Linked DNA regions of Sus scrofa: region 1 is linked to region 2. Evidence: chromatin contacts called from public HiChIP or PLAC-seq data. All regions are on one chromosome and are shown on one strand. The core of a region is the stretch at or near the end of the contact, and the rest is flanking DNA. Distances in the headings are between cores, read along the strand shown.

The links. HiChIP or PLAC-seq counts read pairs in DNA pulled down with a chosen protein or histone mark.
Region 1: an H3K27ac HiChIP or PLAC-seq map of alveolar macrophages shows a contact between it and region 2. The contact joins the promoter of LOC106507380 here to the promoter of VPS54 in region 2. A contact is called at or near these places in 5 of 47 Hi-C or Micro-C datasets (fibroblasts, heart right ventricle, liver and 1 more) and 2 of 2 datasets of contacts at active chromatin or transcription factors (alveolar macrophages and skeletal muscle).

Annotation. Positions count from the first base shown.
Region 1 is chr3:78,029,414-78,032,113 of Sscrofa11.1, forward strand. LOC106507380 (proline-rich protein HaeIII subfamily 1-like) reads left to right here and starts at 1,350. Exons shown (of 2, transcript XM_013987892.1): 1 at 1,350-1,368; 2 at 1,422-2,449. The coding sequence starts at 1,350. The coding sequence ends at 2,449. UGP2 (UDP-glucose pyrophosphorylase 2) reads right to left here and starts at 1,220. Exons shown (of 10, transcript NM_213980.1): 1 at 1,024-1,220. The coding sequence starts at 1,042.
Region 2 is chr3:77,854,826-77,857,525 of Sscrofa11.1, forward strand. It overlaps VPS54 (vacuolar protein sorting-associated protein 54), which reads left to right and starts at 1,268. Exons shown (of 23, transcript XR_002342640.1): 1 at 1,268-1,785.

The DNA of each region.
Region 1 (2,700 bases), core at 100-2,599, 170 kb after region 2:
AGGCAAGTCAAATTCTCTTTATTATATACAAAACTGAAAAAAGAGTTAATAAAGTACTTTAAAACCTACTAGGGTATTTTCATGCCCAGGGTCAAATGATAACCATTACTGGCACAATTTTTTAAGGTACATCTACATTTACTGACAGTCTCAAAAAGTGGTTGTGAACTTTACTAGCTGTGTGTTCAGCAAGATGGCTGAAGCTTTCACACTCTGGGGTCGGAAAGAGAAGGGTTTACTTGCATACCACAAGGCAAGTCCTATGCTACAAATTAGTGACAGAGGTTTAAGGTAGCACCAACTTCAATGTGTTCACATTCACAGACGTATACACAATGTTAAAGCTCAACTCAGTTGAGTGGCATTCCCTAACCCTTTTTTAAAAACACACAGAATTTAGAGGGCAATTTTCAAATTTCAAAGAAACCTTAATAATCCTCCAGATTTCAAAGAAGGAAAAAATAAATAAACACAGCAATGCAGCAAAGTCATTTCTCCTACTGAAATGACCTCCAGCTTCTAGGAGCTACTCCCGGTTTCGCAATAAATGAATCTGAGACTCAAACCACGTACACACCAATGGAGAAGCTGAGAACACTAAAGCTTCCCCAACAGTCCTGGCAAAAACCCACTTGCCTCTCCCCAGCCCTCCAGTTCTTCTTCCCATCTGCACCCACAGAGTTACCTTGACTTCGACCAAGAAAAGAGAACAGGGATTAATCAGCAGCCAAAATCCTGTTTTCTCATTTTCAGCCACTATCCTGGGGAGCCAGAGTGCTACTAACCTGATTCCAGGGAGGCAGAACTAAACGCAGCAGAGTACCAGGGTATAAATTATACGTATCTGAAACACCAACCCAGCCAGCACTCAAGACAGCTCAAATGTCAGTTTAACGAAAAGGGTTTTGCAAACAGTATCTCAAATGAACATTTCCACTTTGAAACCACCCACCAACCTCTCGACTGTCAGTACCCAAATTCAGTACTACTAAAGTAACCCGGGAGATAAGAAGCGTGTCTTACCTTGTACAAATCTCGACATTTTAGGGATTTATTAAAATACTCTGGCTTTTGTATATATATTTAAATTTCTAGAGGAGTCACGCTATAGAGCGGGTCTCTCTTCCACCTCTGCTTTAACAACCGACCGACGAGTTCTTTCTCCTCTTCCAATGCTTAGCCACTTATGGGAGTATTTCTTAAAAGCGACTAAAACTACCTCAAAAAAAAAAAAAAAAAAAAAAACCACCCAGGAGAACCTTCCCCACTTCCAAAAGACAGAAACTTGGTGCGACTGAGTCTGCTTGGAACTCCAGCCCACACTGCACCCCAACACAAATGAGGGCCAGATGGAGACTCCCGGAAAAGGTAAAATCACAAGAACTTAAATTTCATCAATGAAAGAGGCGGATCTAGAGCAGCTACTTCACCGCCCCCGGGTCCCCACGCCCTCCGGGGCCGGACAGCAGCAGGCAAAGGCGGGCCGCGCCCCCGGTTCCCCCTCCCCTCGCTGCCGTACAGGCTCCGGCCCATTCCCCGGAAAACTCCGGCCAACTGCAGTCCCCGCCCAAACAGGGGTCGGGAGGAGGGAGAGGGGGCAAAGAGGCGCAAAGAGGGTCCATGGAACCATTTCTACCAGCCCATAAATATCCCGGGACTAGGAGGTGCTAAAAATTCCGTGCGCGGGCGTGCAAGGGCCTCCCGGCGCCCCCCTCCCGGCTGCGAGTGGCGGCAACACTGCGGCGGCTTTTTCCCGGGAGGGGCCGAAGGCTCCAGGGCCCCTCCCCCTCAGAGGACACTAGGGGGCCACCCGGGAGGGGAGAACCCGTGCGCCGCCCCGAGTCCGAGGTACAGGAGCCCGGGAGGGCCCGCCCGGACTACTGCACATTCTAGTCCCTCCTGGCCGAACCCAAATTCGGCCTCTGGGGCCAAACTGTGGGTCAGGCAGAGGGGCTCTAAACGCCTTAGAGAGGAGGAACGCACCCGCCCAAGGGGTGGTGGGAAGTCCGCCCCGGCCCCTCCCCAAACCGCCTCGGAGACCCACCTTCCACCTCCTCCTTTAGCAGCTGAGAACTTGGGGGCGTTTATGGCGCCCCCGGAAGAAGGTTCGCAGACTGAGAGACTATCACCTCTGCGGCACCCTTCTCTCTCCCCTTCTCCTTTCACACATGCACACCTCCAGCCTCTCGCCAGTGGTCGCAGCCCAGCTACTGAACCCCCTCTGTCCACCTGGCTGCGGTCTCGCAACACCCAAAGCCCCCCCTTTCTCCTAAACACTTCCCCTCCCCCTCCATTCGGAGCAGCCCCCCTCAATGCGGAAATGTCCCCGCCGCGCAGACAGATAGGAGCAGCCACCAGTCAGGAGCCGAGGCGGATTCAGGCCCTGGCCAATGAAATGTACGGAGGTGGCAGGGGGCGGGACGTCTGCGGCCTGAGGGAACCCAGCTGAAGTGGGCGATGATCCCGGCGACGGATCCCGTGTGTGAGAGCCCCACCTCCCACGACTGGGAAAGGGGTGTTCCACCACTAAAACTCCAGCTTTCCATGGATACTTCAGCAAGGGAGAGAACCTGAAGCACCAGTGGTTATTTTTACAGTGCTTAAAAATGTTTCGGCTTACCAGAGATTGAAGATGCCTATCCTGTGGCTGAAGCCAGAGCACCCCACTGCAACTACTCAACAACTTGAGAGAGCCCAGGC
Region 2 (2,700 bases), core at 18-2,517:
TATTTTCCTCTCTGCCCTTTGACAAAATTTGGTGAGTCTTTCTTTGATATATTCATAATATAAGGTCATTTGGCTTTATGAGATCAGAGATTGAGGAGGATTTATCATTTTACAGTTAAATATAGTTCACATTGGAGGTTGATAGTCTTACTCTCCTTATTATAAAACTGTAAAGAATTGAATTTAGAAAAACATAATATAAGAATTTCCTCTCACCTATTTTTTGCTGCTTGCTTCTCTTTTGTTCTTCCTTTCCCCTCAACTTTAGCTCTTTAGTGGGTAAAATACCGTTTCACAAAGTGTTATGTTTGCAGTTTCCAGAATGACTTCTTACTAGTGAAATTTGCATCAACTTTTTTTCTCCCCAACTGTTATTTTCACTTTTGATTTGTTTAAACAGTCTTATAAATGCCTGAAATATTGATATTTTTAAGCAAAGATATGGTTTCAAAATTGAAAGAAACCTTCCTAAATTAAGACATAAGCACTCAAACGGCCCTTTCCTCTCTTTTAAAAAATATTCTAACATACTCCCTTTCTTGTGGATTTCATTTCACTGGATTAAGATTACTAGCCCTCTGAAACCGGGCTGAATTGGATTACTGTCAAGAATTACAGGGAGGTGGTATTAAAAATACACACTTCAAGTATCTCAAATAGCAGGAATGACTGATTTCAGCGCCAGAGAAGTGTGATAGGTGCCTGGGAGGAGGCCCTGGAACTAGGGGAAACTTTGGAGAAAGACTGGGTGGGGGAAGGCTTCCATAGAGAGACTATGCACTGTTTCCGGAGTCCATGGATTGTTGGGGAAGGGGTGACCTTAAACCTTTCAAAGGACATGTAATTGGGAAACTCAAAGTGAACAGCCTTTCACTTTGAAAGTGTGAAAGGAAAGGTGGAATGTTATGGAAGTATCTACTTTAATATGTGCTGGGGACTTTGAGATGTTTGGAGTCGGTTGGTCTGGGGCGTGGGCGAGGGCCACGCAGAGGGGTCGCGAACCCGTCCGGGGGAGCGGCCGGCGGCACCCGGCTGCTCCAGAGAGCACCTCGGGGTGGGGGAAGGGAAGGGTCGTGGGGAAAAGTCGAGTTCATCGTGAGTTTCTGTCTTTGCGTGGAGGCCTCTTAGAGGAGGCGCCGAGCAGTCGCGCGGGGCATTCCCTGCTCCGGGGGAACGCCAGCGGCGCCCGCGCCCAGCCCGGCCCTCTCCCAAGGCTGCGAACACTCCCCCCCGGCCTGGGCCGCGGCCCGCCCGCCCCGGCGGAGCCGCGCGGTGGATTGTGGGCTGGGGGCTGCGGCGCCCTCGCGGCGGCCTCTGGAGCAGTCTCCCCGGACCTGGCCGGGCCGCGGCAGGCCGGCGGGGTGAGGGGAGGCAGTGGAGCAGGGAGCAGAAGCTCTAGTGGTAGTGGTCGCAGCGCGGCGGCGGAGGCGGCGGTAGCGGCTCCTCTGGAGGCCGGGGATGTGGGAGAGGCGGTGGCAGCAGCGGCGGAGGCGGCGCTGCGGACCCGGGGGAAACTGCTGGCTGACAGGACACCCGGGAGAGACGTGAGGGAGCCGCCGCTGCCGCCTCTTAACCCTCGAGCGGAGCTGGGCTCGAGAGGGCGACCCTTTGCTCCCCCGGCTGACGAGCCAGCCGGCGCGGGGCGGGGGCGGGAAGCCGGGCTCGGGCCCAGCGGGGCTCCGGGCGGCGGCGGCCGCGGAGCAGCAGCCTCGGCGCGACGTGGAGGGTTGGAGGCGGCGGCAATGCACTAGGCCTCGCTCTGGGGCGGCTGCCCGGGACCCGCAGGTAGGTGTCTGACCGGCCCCACCGCCCCCCAGCATTTCGCGCGTCCCCTCCCGCCTCCCCCCAACCTCCGGTGAGAGAGGACCGAGACCCCACCCCCTCTGTCTCCTCCCCGGCCCAAGCCGGCGGAGTTTCTCGGCCACAACTGACGGGCGCCGAAGCTTCCATTCCTGCTGGCCGCCTTCTCCTCCTTTTCCTTCTCGCTCTCGCTGTGGGATCGGCCGGCAGCTGTGTTCCTCACCTCCAGCCCGCGGCCGCGACGCCGCTCTTTTCCCTTCTCAACCCCTCTCGGGGATCCGGGCTGTGGAACTTCCACCACCCCCTTTAGATGCTCCCCCCAAACTTTCCCTTTCTTTTCCCAGCTGGGCCCTTAGCCCTCTTTTGATCCAAAGGGGTAATTTAAATTGAAGGAAAAAAATCATTTGTCTTCTTGGCCAAGGCCAGCCAGAGAATAACTCGGTATATTTCACTTTGGCACTGTAGCTCACAATCATTTGTTCAATAATTAATTTTTTTCAGTTATGCTTCTTTCCATCTCTGCGTTGATACAAAGGCAGGCCTCCCCTGCCGTCCTGCCATTGACAAGGGAACTTTTGCCTGCCCATATAATTAACCACTTGGTCTGTCCTTGTGCTGAATTCGGGATGCTCTTTATAAAATTTTGGCTGACCCGGGTTTTTTCGTTTTGTTTGTGGGTTTGTTTGTGTGGGTTTTTTGTTTGTTTGTTTGTTTGTTTTTTTGAATTCCCCTTTAACTGGTTTTATTTTGGTCTTTATTGAGGCTCTCCTTACTTTCATAGAATTAACTTGGCATGTTTTTGTGTTTTGTTTTTAATCGCTTCTATTTCTGATTTGTCAAACCCCAGGGTAGTCTTAATAGTAAATGCTTGCAAGGCAAGTGATGTCATGATAGTATATT